3 separate regions of the Mus musculus genome follow, and all the other regions are linked to region 1. The links are chromatin contacts, called in public promoter capture Hi-C maps. All regions are on one chromosome and are shown on one strand. The core of a region is the stretch at or near the end of the contact, and the rest is flanking DNA. Distances in the headings are between cores, read along the strand shown.

Region 1 (2,670 bases), core at 99-2,598:
TGCTCTGTCCTGGGATCACCCAGCAGTGCTCCTGGATTTGAAGCCAGGACTGCATTAAAAAAAAAAAAAATGTAGACTGCCATCTTATCTCTGAGCTCCCACTTCTTCTTTCTCCAGCTCTTCTTTTCTTCTGCTGCCTTCTCTTCCTGGGTCTGATCCCTTCCTCTTCTTGGTAAACCAGTCCCTAATCTCTTCATACCCCAGAATGGAAGGTGTGTCCCTCTCTGCCACTCCCCAGAGCTGTCACCAATAACCTCTTCCAGGTTTCCATAACTCCATTGCTCAATAATTTGCCAAGAGTAACCATTAACCCAGCCCTTAGACCTGCTCCCCTTTGGAGATGATTTTTCCAGTCGCTGATCAGCAGAGCCAGGTCACCTCATGCCATTTCTGAACCTCAGGCAGGATCTTAGTTTAGTGTAGCTAGGACAGTTTTTAAAAAATTATGTGGTGTGTGAGTGTGAGTGTGAGTGTGTGTGTACAAGCAGCACAGGTATGGAGGACAGAGGACAATCTGGGTACAAAATTGAAGGTACTTTTACCTGCTAAGCCAGCACTGAAGTTTTTGTTTGTTTGTTTATTGTTTTGTAAAGTATGGTTTTTTTTCTTTCCCTCAGAAACTCCTTCCTTCTCCTTCTTTCCCATCCAGATGGATCATCAGTCAGAGATACCCTGTGTCCTTAGGGGTGAGAGGACTGTAGTATGGTTGTATGTGTTCTAATTAGGTCTACTTTCAGAATTTAGTGTCTTTCAGATACTTATACTTCCTCTTCAGGGGTTCCAAAATAATCAAGCCCCGTGTTGCTCCTGTGGTTGGTGATCATCTCCTGCAATCAGGAAACAGGCAAAGTAGGTCTGAAACAGGAGTTAGTTCTTACTTCCACTTATTTATTTAAAACACTCATGTAGCGCTTACTTTGTTTGCTGGGCACTGTTCTGAGTTTTTTATAAATATTAACTTAGTGGGTACAAATATTAACGGAGTTGTTGCTGTTGGCACAGGTTGAATTAATGTTGCTTCTCTCCACTCTTCAGGAAGGAGGAAGACTGCCTCTGGCCCTTTAAGGTCGGCCTCCGGGCTCTGGCCTTCTCCACCGTGGCCCAGACCCTTTTTCCAGGCGGGGACCTTAGTTTAGGGCGGGCTCCGCCCAACATCAATCAAAGCTCTGCGACACGGCTGCTTAGCAACGGCAGAGGGCGGGAATTTTGAACACTCTAGCACCGCCCCCAATGCAAACGGACCAATCGACATCTAGCGTCCTCACCGCCTTCCCGTTGGATGGCTAAGCAGACCCTTTCAGCCACTAAGGGGGCGGGGCGAGCGCGCGCGGCCCACGCCTACAGGCTGCAGGCTTGCGGCGGTTGGTCAGGGAGGTGGATCGTCGCGGCTGAGGTGACGGAAAAGGCGGGAAAGTGCTGCGAATTGGCGGCTCCAGTGGGGTGGGGGTGGGGGAGGGGGTGGGGGTGGGTCAGGAGAGCGCGCTGCGGCTGTAAGGGCGTGGGTGGCGGGAGAGACTTGACGTGACAGCGCGCTCCGTCAGAGCTTCCAAAGCACGGCTTCGAGTGACAGGAATGAGGGTGGGACAGTAGCTCGGAGCTGCTCCCAACCTAAAGGGGCAGCCCCCGCGCCTGTCCCCTGAAAGCCCGCGCACCAGCCGCCTGCTGAATGCTGCTTTTGGACCTCCTTCCCCTCCCATGTCCTCAGAGTCGCCGAGCCCATGGCTTTCAGAGCGACCCCAGGCCGGACGCCGCCGGGACCCGGACCCAGATCCGGAATCCCCTCAGCCAGCTTCCCCAGCCCTCAGCCCCCAATGGCGGGGCCTGGAGGTATCGAGGAAGAGGACGAGGAGGAGCCCGCCGAGGTGTCCGCGGAGTTGGGAGGGCTGGGAGAGGCTGAGCCGACCCCGTTTCACGTTGACTAAACTCCCCATGAGTGCCTATCTCCGAGATTTGGTTAAATGATTAATAATAAGGGATGACCAATCCATGCCCTTCCGAGGGATTCAGATATCGATCCCCTTTCCTTCCTCGCGGGACAGATCCATCTGTGCGTGCTGTGGAGCTCGGGATACCTGGGCATTGCTTACTATGACACTAGTGACTCCACTATCCACTTCATGCCAGATGCCCCAGACCACGAGAGCCTAAAGCTTCTCCAGAGAGGTGCGACAGAGCCCTGCATTCCTCTCCTCTGGGGTGGGACGTGTGTTCACTCATACATCCTCATGTAGTTTATAGTCACCTGATTTAGGAATTACTTATTCAACACAACTTTATTAGGTACCTACTGTATGTGAAATGCTACAGATTTTGTCCCTGGCAAACCATGATTTTAGTGATAGTTTCCAGGACACTCTTGTTCCTTCCCACCGTGCCTTTACTAAGTCTCCTCCACTGCGCTCCCAGTGTGCAGACCATCCCTTACAGACATAAAATAACTTTAGTTTGGTTTTGGTTTTTTTTTGAGACAGGGTCTCACTATGTACTATGTGGCTCTGGTTTATCCTGAAACCTATTGTGTAGATCAGGCAGATTTTGATTTCATGGAGATTCCCCTGCCTCCCAAGGGCTGGGGTCAAAGGCATGTGTCACCATGCCTGGCTAAGATGATAAATTCTTGAGGAGAACAGACAGTGGCAGGAAGAGAGCCACCACTTTCCTCTTAGTCAC
Region 2 (2,670 bases), core at 75-2,574, 330 kb before region 1:
AGTGGGCTGAGAACCCGGCCTGGGAGAGGCCATGGCTGACAGAGGCTACAGGGGAACTGAAGGGAGCAGCTGTTGTTACCTCAGGGAAATTCTCTCCTTCCCTCCTGAGACAGCCTGGGCACTGTCCAGGGAGAAGGCTGAGCCCTGGGAGAGTCAGTGCAGTCACTGTGATGAGGGATCAGGAGACCCAGGGTCACTCTCTCCCCTCTGAGACAGGGGCATCACCCCAGCTGAGGGTTTCTTCTTCCCCAGGACTGAGCCCCAGCCCGAGGGCAGAGGGAGGAGCTGCCCGCGGCCCCTGCACCTGTGCGCAGCAGCGTCTCCTTCCCGAGCTCCAGGTATCTGCGGAGGGACTGCACGCACGCGCCCTCCAGGTAGGCCTTGCTTTTCTCTGTAGCACCAGCCTGCTCCCACTTGCGTCGGGTGATCTGTGCCGCCATGTCCGCCGCCGTCCACGTTTTCAGGTCTTCGTTCAGGGCGATGTAATCGCGGCCGTCGTAGGCGAACTGCTGGTACCCGCGGAGGAGGCGCCCGTCGGACCCCACTTCACAGCCAGAGATCACCTGAATAGTGTGAGAGCCTGCGGGACCCCGCGGTCAGCCCCGCCCACACGCCCCGGCCCCGCCCACCCGCGGACTCCTCCAAACTGAAAGGGAAACCAGTCCCGCGTCCGTTCTGCTCAGAACCTCGAACTTGGGGCCCGGGACGTCTCGGGCCCCTGTTTTGGGACGTGGAGGGGTCGTGACCTCCGATCCGGGGTCACTCACCGCCCGCGCTCTGGTTGTAGTAGCTGAGCAGGGTCCTCAGGTTCACTCGGAAAATCTGCTCATTGCCCTTGGCTTTCTGTGTTTCCCGCTCCCAATACTCCGGCCCCTCCTGCTCCATCCACGGTGCCCGCGGCTCATATCTCGGATTCTCCGCGTCGCTGTCGAAGCGCACGAACTCCGTGTTGTCCACGTAACCGACAGAGATGAACCGGGGCTCCCCAAGGCCCGGCCGGGACACGGAGGTGTAGAAATAACTCAGCAAGTGTGGGCCTGGAGGCAGGGCGCGGTGAGACCCCGAACTCCTTCCGGGACCCCCGGCGGGTGAGCGGGCCGGGAGGGGAGCAGGGCGCGGGGCTAGGGTGGAGAAGGGGCGGAGGGTCAGGTGGGCGACGCCGGGACGCGGCTTCCCCCGTGCCGCCCCCTCCCCTTTCCTCAGAGGCCATTTCCCTCCGGACCCGGTACTCACCCGCGCGGATCTCGATCAGGGTCTGGGCGACTGCCACCAGCAGAAGCAGCATTGTTGACGCCATTGCTCCCCTCTGGGATTCTGGGCATCTGACTCTGGCGGGCTGTGTGGACTTTATAACCTGCTCCCGCGGCGACGATGATTGGTTCCCGGTGATCACGTCACCCAATGGGGGTGAGAACTGCCAGTAAGTCATCAGTGTCCGGGCAGAAGGACCTGACCCAAGTTAGGAGCAGAAGTGAAACTGGGGAGATGGGAAATCCCCACCCCTGATCTCACTGCCTGGAGACTAAGACTTTGCCTGAACCCTGTGCTGTGGACAGAGAGCTGTTTGTCTTGGTGTCTCCGAGTTCTGACCCAGAAGCTGTCAGGACACCAGGAGAGAAGAGACCTGCAGGCCAGACTCTCTGTATCTTCCCTCCACCCTTCCTCTTCCTTCTTCTCTTCAGAAGTCAGACCCTGGAGCCTTCCAGAAGAAAAGCCACTTCCAGGAATACAATGGCAACACAAGCGCTTGGGGATGCAGTGGAGAGAGGCTTCTCCTTAAAGCAGAGGCGCTGGCCTGCAAGCCCCATTAGAACACCACAGAGACCAGGCTCTGTTCACCTGCAGTGGGCGGCTCACACTGCCAAGCCTGAGTGCAGGACTCTCTTCTATAAAGAGGATACTTCGTCTTTTCCCTCAGGATCTGTCTTCTCAGCCCTGTGCTGGGACACAGATTCCTTGTGTCACTTCCTAGATGAAGTCTGTGGCTGCAGGTTTTTTGTTTGTTTCTTTTTTGTTTTTTTAAAAACAAAGATCTTCCTTCTGAGTTTGTCTCTGTGGACCTGGGACATTGTCTCAGCACAGGAGACCCCCTTGTCCACTGAAGAGAGACCCCTGTGCAGACCACAGACAGCAGGGCACTGATCCCTGTCTCCACTTCACTTCTCTGTGACTGTACTTCCATGGTGCAGTTGCTTTAGTGACTCAATAACAGTAGGAGAGGAACTGTCACCAACTATAACACAGAATAATGATGATAGTACGGTAGAAGCTATGTAATTTCTGACCCTCTCCCTCCCTCCCTGACCTTCACTCACACTTTTGAACTGATGAGGTGAGGGACATGAATGTCACAGCTGTGTGGGACACTGGTTCTGATAACCGAGTTGGCCCCAGAGTTTCTCAGGCCTGTGCAGTGTGGACACTGGAAGAAAGATGATTCTCATGCCAGAGAGCACACACTGGTGATGTGAGGTTTCATCCCTGATCAGTAGTGTGGGGGAAGATTAATTTTACCCATTTCATGATTCTGTGGATCTTTTCAAACCATAGCCACAGAAGTGAAGTGGAAAGAAGAGCAGAGTTGGGTGGGGACTCCTGAAGAGAGTCACTCATCACACAGAGCAACAAATGTGTGTGACCACCGGTGTGAACTCCAGTCACCTCCCCATG
Region 3 (2,670 bases), core at 123-2,622, 300 kb before region 1:
CGGCCTGGGAGAGGCCATGGCTGACAAAGGCTACAGGGGAACTGAAGGGAGCAGCTGTTGTTACCTCAGGGAAATTCTCTCCTTCCCTCCTGAGACAGCCTGGGCACTGTCCAGGGAGAAGGCTGAGCCCTGGGAGAGTCAGTGCAGTCACTGTGATGAGGGATCAGGAGACCCAGGGTCACTCTCTCCCCTCTGAGACAGGGGCATCACCCCAGCTGAGGGTTTCTTCTTCCCCAGGACTGAGCCCCAGCCCGAGGGCAGAGGGAGGAGCTGCCCGAGGGCCCCTGCACCTGTGTGCAGCAGCGTCTCCTTCCCGAGCTCCAGGTATCTGCGGAGCCACGTCAAGCAATCGACCTCCAGGTAGGCCCTGCGCTTCTCTGCAAGACCAGCCTGCTCCAACTTGCTTCGGGTCTTCAGTGCTGCCAGGTCCGCCGCTGTCCACGTTATCAGATCCTCATTCAGGGCGAGGTAATCGCGGCCATCGTAGGCAGACTGCTCATACCCTCGGAGTAGGCTTCCGTCTGGCCCCAGGTCACAGCCAACCAACCACTGGAGAGTGTGAGAGCCTACGGGATCCCGTGGTCAGCTCCCCACCCCCTCCCCACCCGGCCCAGGCCGCCACCACCCGCCCCGCTCCCGCCCCCAGACTACCTGTCCGGCCCCGCCCACCTGTGGGCTCAACCAAACTGAAAGGGAAACCGATTCCAGGTGGGTTCTGCTCCCGAACCTTGGACTTGGGATGCGGGAGGTCTCTGGGCTCCTGTGTGGGGACGTGGAGGGGTCGTGACCTCCGACCCGGGGTCACTCACCTCCCTTGCTCTGGTTGTAGTAGCTCAGTGCGGTCCCCAGGCTCACTCGGAAACTCTGCTCATTTTCCTTGGAGACCTGTGTGTTCCGCTCCCAATACTCCGGCCCCTCCTGCTCCATCCACGGCGCCCGCGGCTCCATCCTCGGATTCTCCGCGTCGCTGTCGAAGCGCACGAACTGCGTGTCGTCCACGTAGCCGACGATAATGAACCGGGGCTCCCCGAGGCCAGGCCGGGACACGGCGGTGGTGAAATACCGCAGCGAGTGTGAGCCTGTGGACGGCGCGCGGTGAGACTCCGACCTCCTCCCGGAGCCCCGGCCGGGTTCGCGGGCGGGGAGGCCAGCAGGGTGCGGTGCTCGAGATGTAGGTGGAGAAGGGGCGGAAGGTATGGTGGGCGACGTGGGGACGCGGCTTCCCCGTTGCCGCCCCAGCCCCTCTCCGCAGACGCTGTTTCCCTCCCGACCCCGCACTCACCCGCGCGTGTCTCAGTCAGTTTCAGGGCGGCCACCAACAGCAGGAGCAGCCTTCGCAGCGCCATTGCCCCATCTGGGATACAGGGCATCTGAGGCCCTTGGCTGCATGGACTTTATAACCTGCGCCCGCTGCTGAGGAGCTGGTTGGTTTCCCAGGATCCTGCCACCCAATGGAAATGAGACCTGCCAGATAATTCCTGCTACCTCAGGGTTCAGAGAGGGCATCAGATCCCCAGGAGCTATAAAGTGGTGCTGCTACAGGGCAAGGGAGGGGCAGGAGCTGAGCTGCAGGAGAGGGTGGAGTCTGCAGGGAGCAGAGTGAGGCCCTTGTGCACCTGTGTCTTAGTGAGGGTTTCCATTGCTGTGATAAGACCCCATGACCAAAAGCAACTTGAAAAAGAAAGGGTTTCTTTCAGTTTACACTTCCACATCACAGTCTATCATTGAAGAGATTCAGGGCAGGACCTTGAGAGGATTCTAAAGGAGGAACTGAAGAAGAGGATGAGGACCAGTGCTAATAGCTTTGTAGCTCATGGCTTGCTCAGCCTGCTTTCTTATACAATCCCTGATGACCTGCTAAGACAACCTGCAGTGAGCTGAGCCCTTCCATACTGATCATTAATAATAATTTTTAAATTGCCTTATACACTTCCCCAAAAGCGTCCTGGATGGATGCAATTTCTCAATTCAGGATCCTCTTCTTATATATGTCTCAGTTGGTGTGGAATTAACAAAATACAAACAGCACAGGCTCCTGGTGCAGGGTCACTCAGTGAGAGCTGAGGGAGGAGGATATGTGAGTTCCTCTCCCTGAGCTGAGCCAGGGACCTGTCCTGTGGATGGAGGCCCCATGGAAAAACAGTTGGAATGCAAGGAATGGGAACACAGTGGGTTCCAACTCCATTCCTGCCCCTCAGTCCTGAGGACCTGTCTCTCCCTTGCCTGTTGGTTGATGCTGTTGACATAACCATGGGAGGGACTGATAAAGTCAGGGCATGGGAGGAGAAGGGTTGCTTCAGGAGCTTTCCCTTCCCCAGAACTGTGTGGTAGCCTGATCACACAACATCAGTGATGGGAGCAGCTCCAGGCTTGGTTTTAGCTGCATTGAACCATGTCTGCTCGCTGACCAACATCCACAATTTATCCAGGTTGACAGTTGGGCAGAAGCTCTGGTTCCTCTTCAGGTGGTCATGCCTCACACCAACTTTCCCTGAGTGACCTGGGTGACACTTGTGAAGTTCATCCTGAGGTGATGCCTCTAGCATTCCTGTGGCCTCCTGGGTGCTCGCAGTGTTTTCCTGATGCAACCATGGCCTCGGCTCAGGTGGCCCCGGAGTTTCCAGGTCTTCCTCAGTCTGGATGGCATGGCAATGGCAGAAAGGAAAGAGG

What was found. Capture Hi-C pulls out chosen DNA fragments and counts their contacts.
Region 2: a contact with region 1 is called in a promoter capture Hi-C map of adipose tissue. The contact joins the promoter of H2-Q4 here to the promoter of Msh5 in region 1. A contact is called at or near these places in 1 of 115 datasets of contacts at active chromatin or transcription factors (memory CD8 T cells) and 1 of 9 other capture datasets (adipose tissue).
Region 3: a contact with region 1 is called in a promoter capture Hi-C map of pancreatic islet. The contact joins the promoter of H2-Q2 here to the promoter of Msh5 in region 1.

Annotation. Positions count from the first base shown.
Region 1 is chr17:35,045,423-35,048,092 of GRCm38.p6, reverse strand. It overlaps Msh5 (mutS homolog 5), which reads left to right and starts at 1,348. Exons shown (of 25, transcript NM_001146215.2): 1 at 1,348-1,393; 2 at 1,706-1,862; 3 at 2,040-2,163. The coding sequence starts at 1,719.
Region 2 is chr17:35,378,271-35,380,940 of GRCm38.p6, reverse strand. It overlaps H2-Q4 (histocompatibility 2, Q region locus 4), which reads right to left and starts at 1,324. Exons shown (of 6, transcript NM_001143689.1): 1 at 1,234-1,324; 2 at 768-1,121; 3 at 305-580. The coding sequence starts at 1,297.
Region 3 is chr17:35,341,009-35,343,678 of GRCm38.p6, reverse strand. H2-Q2 (histocompatibility 2, Q region locus 2) reads right to left here and starts at 1,372. Exons shown (of 8, transcript NM_010392.3): 1 at 1,283-1,372; 2 at 810-1,079; 3 at 291-566. The coding sequence starts at 1,346.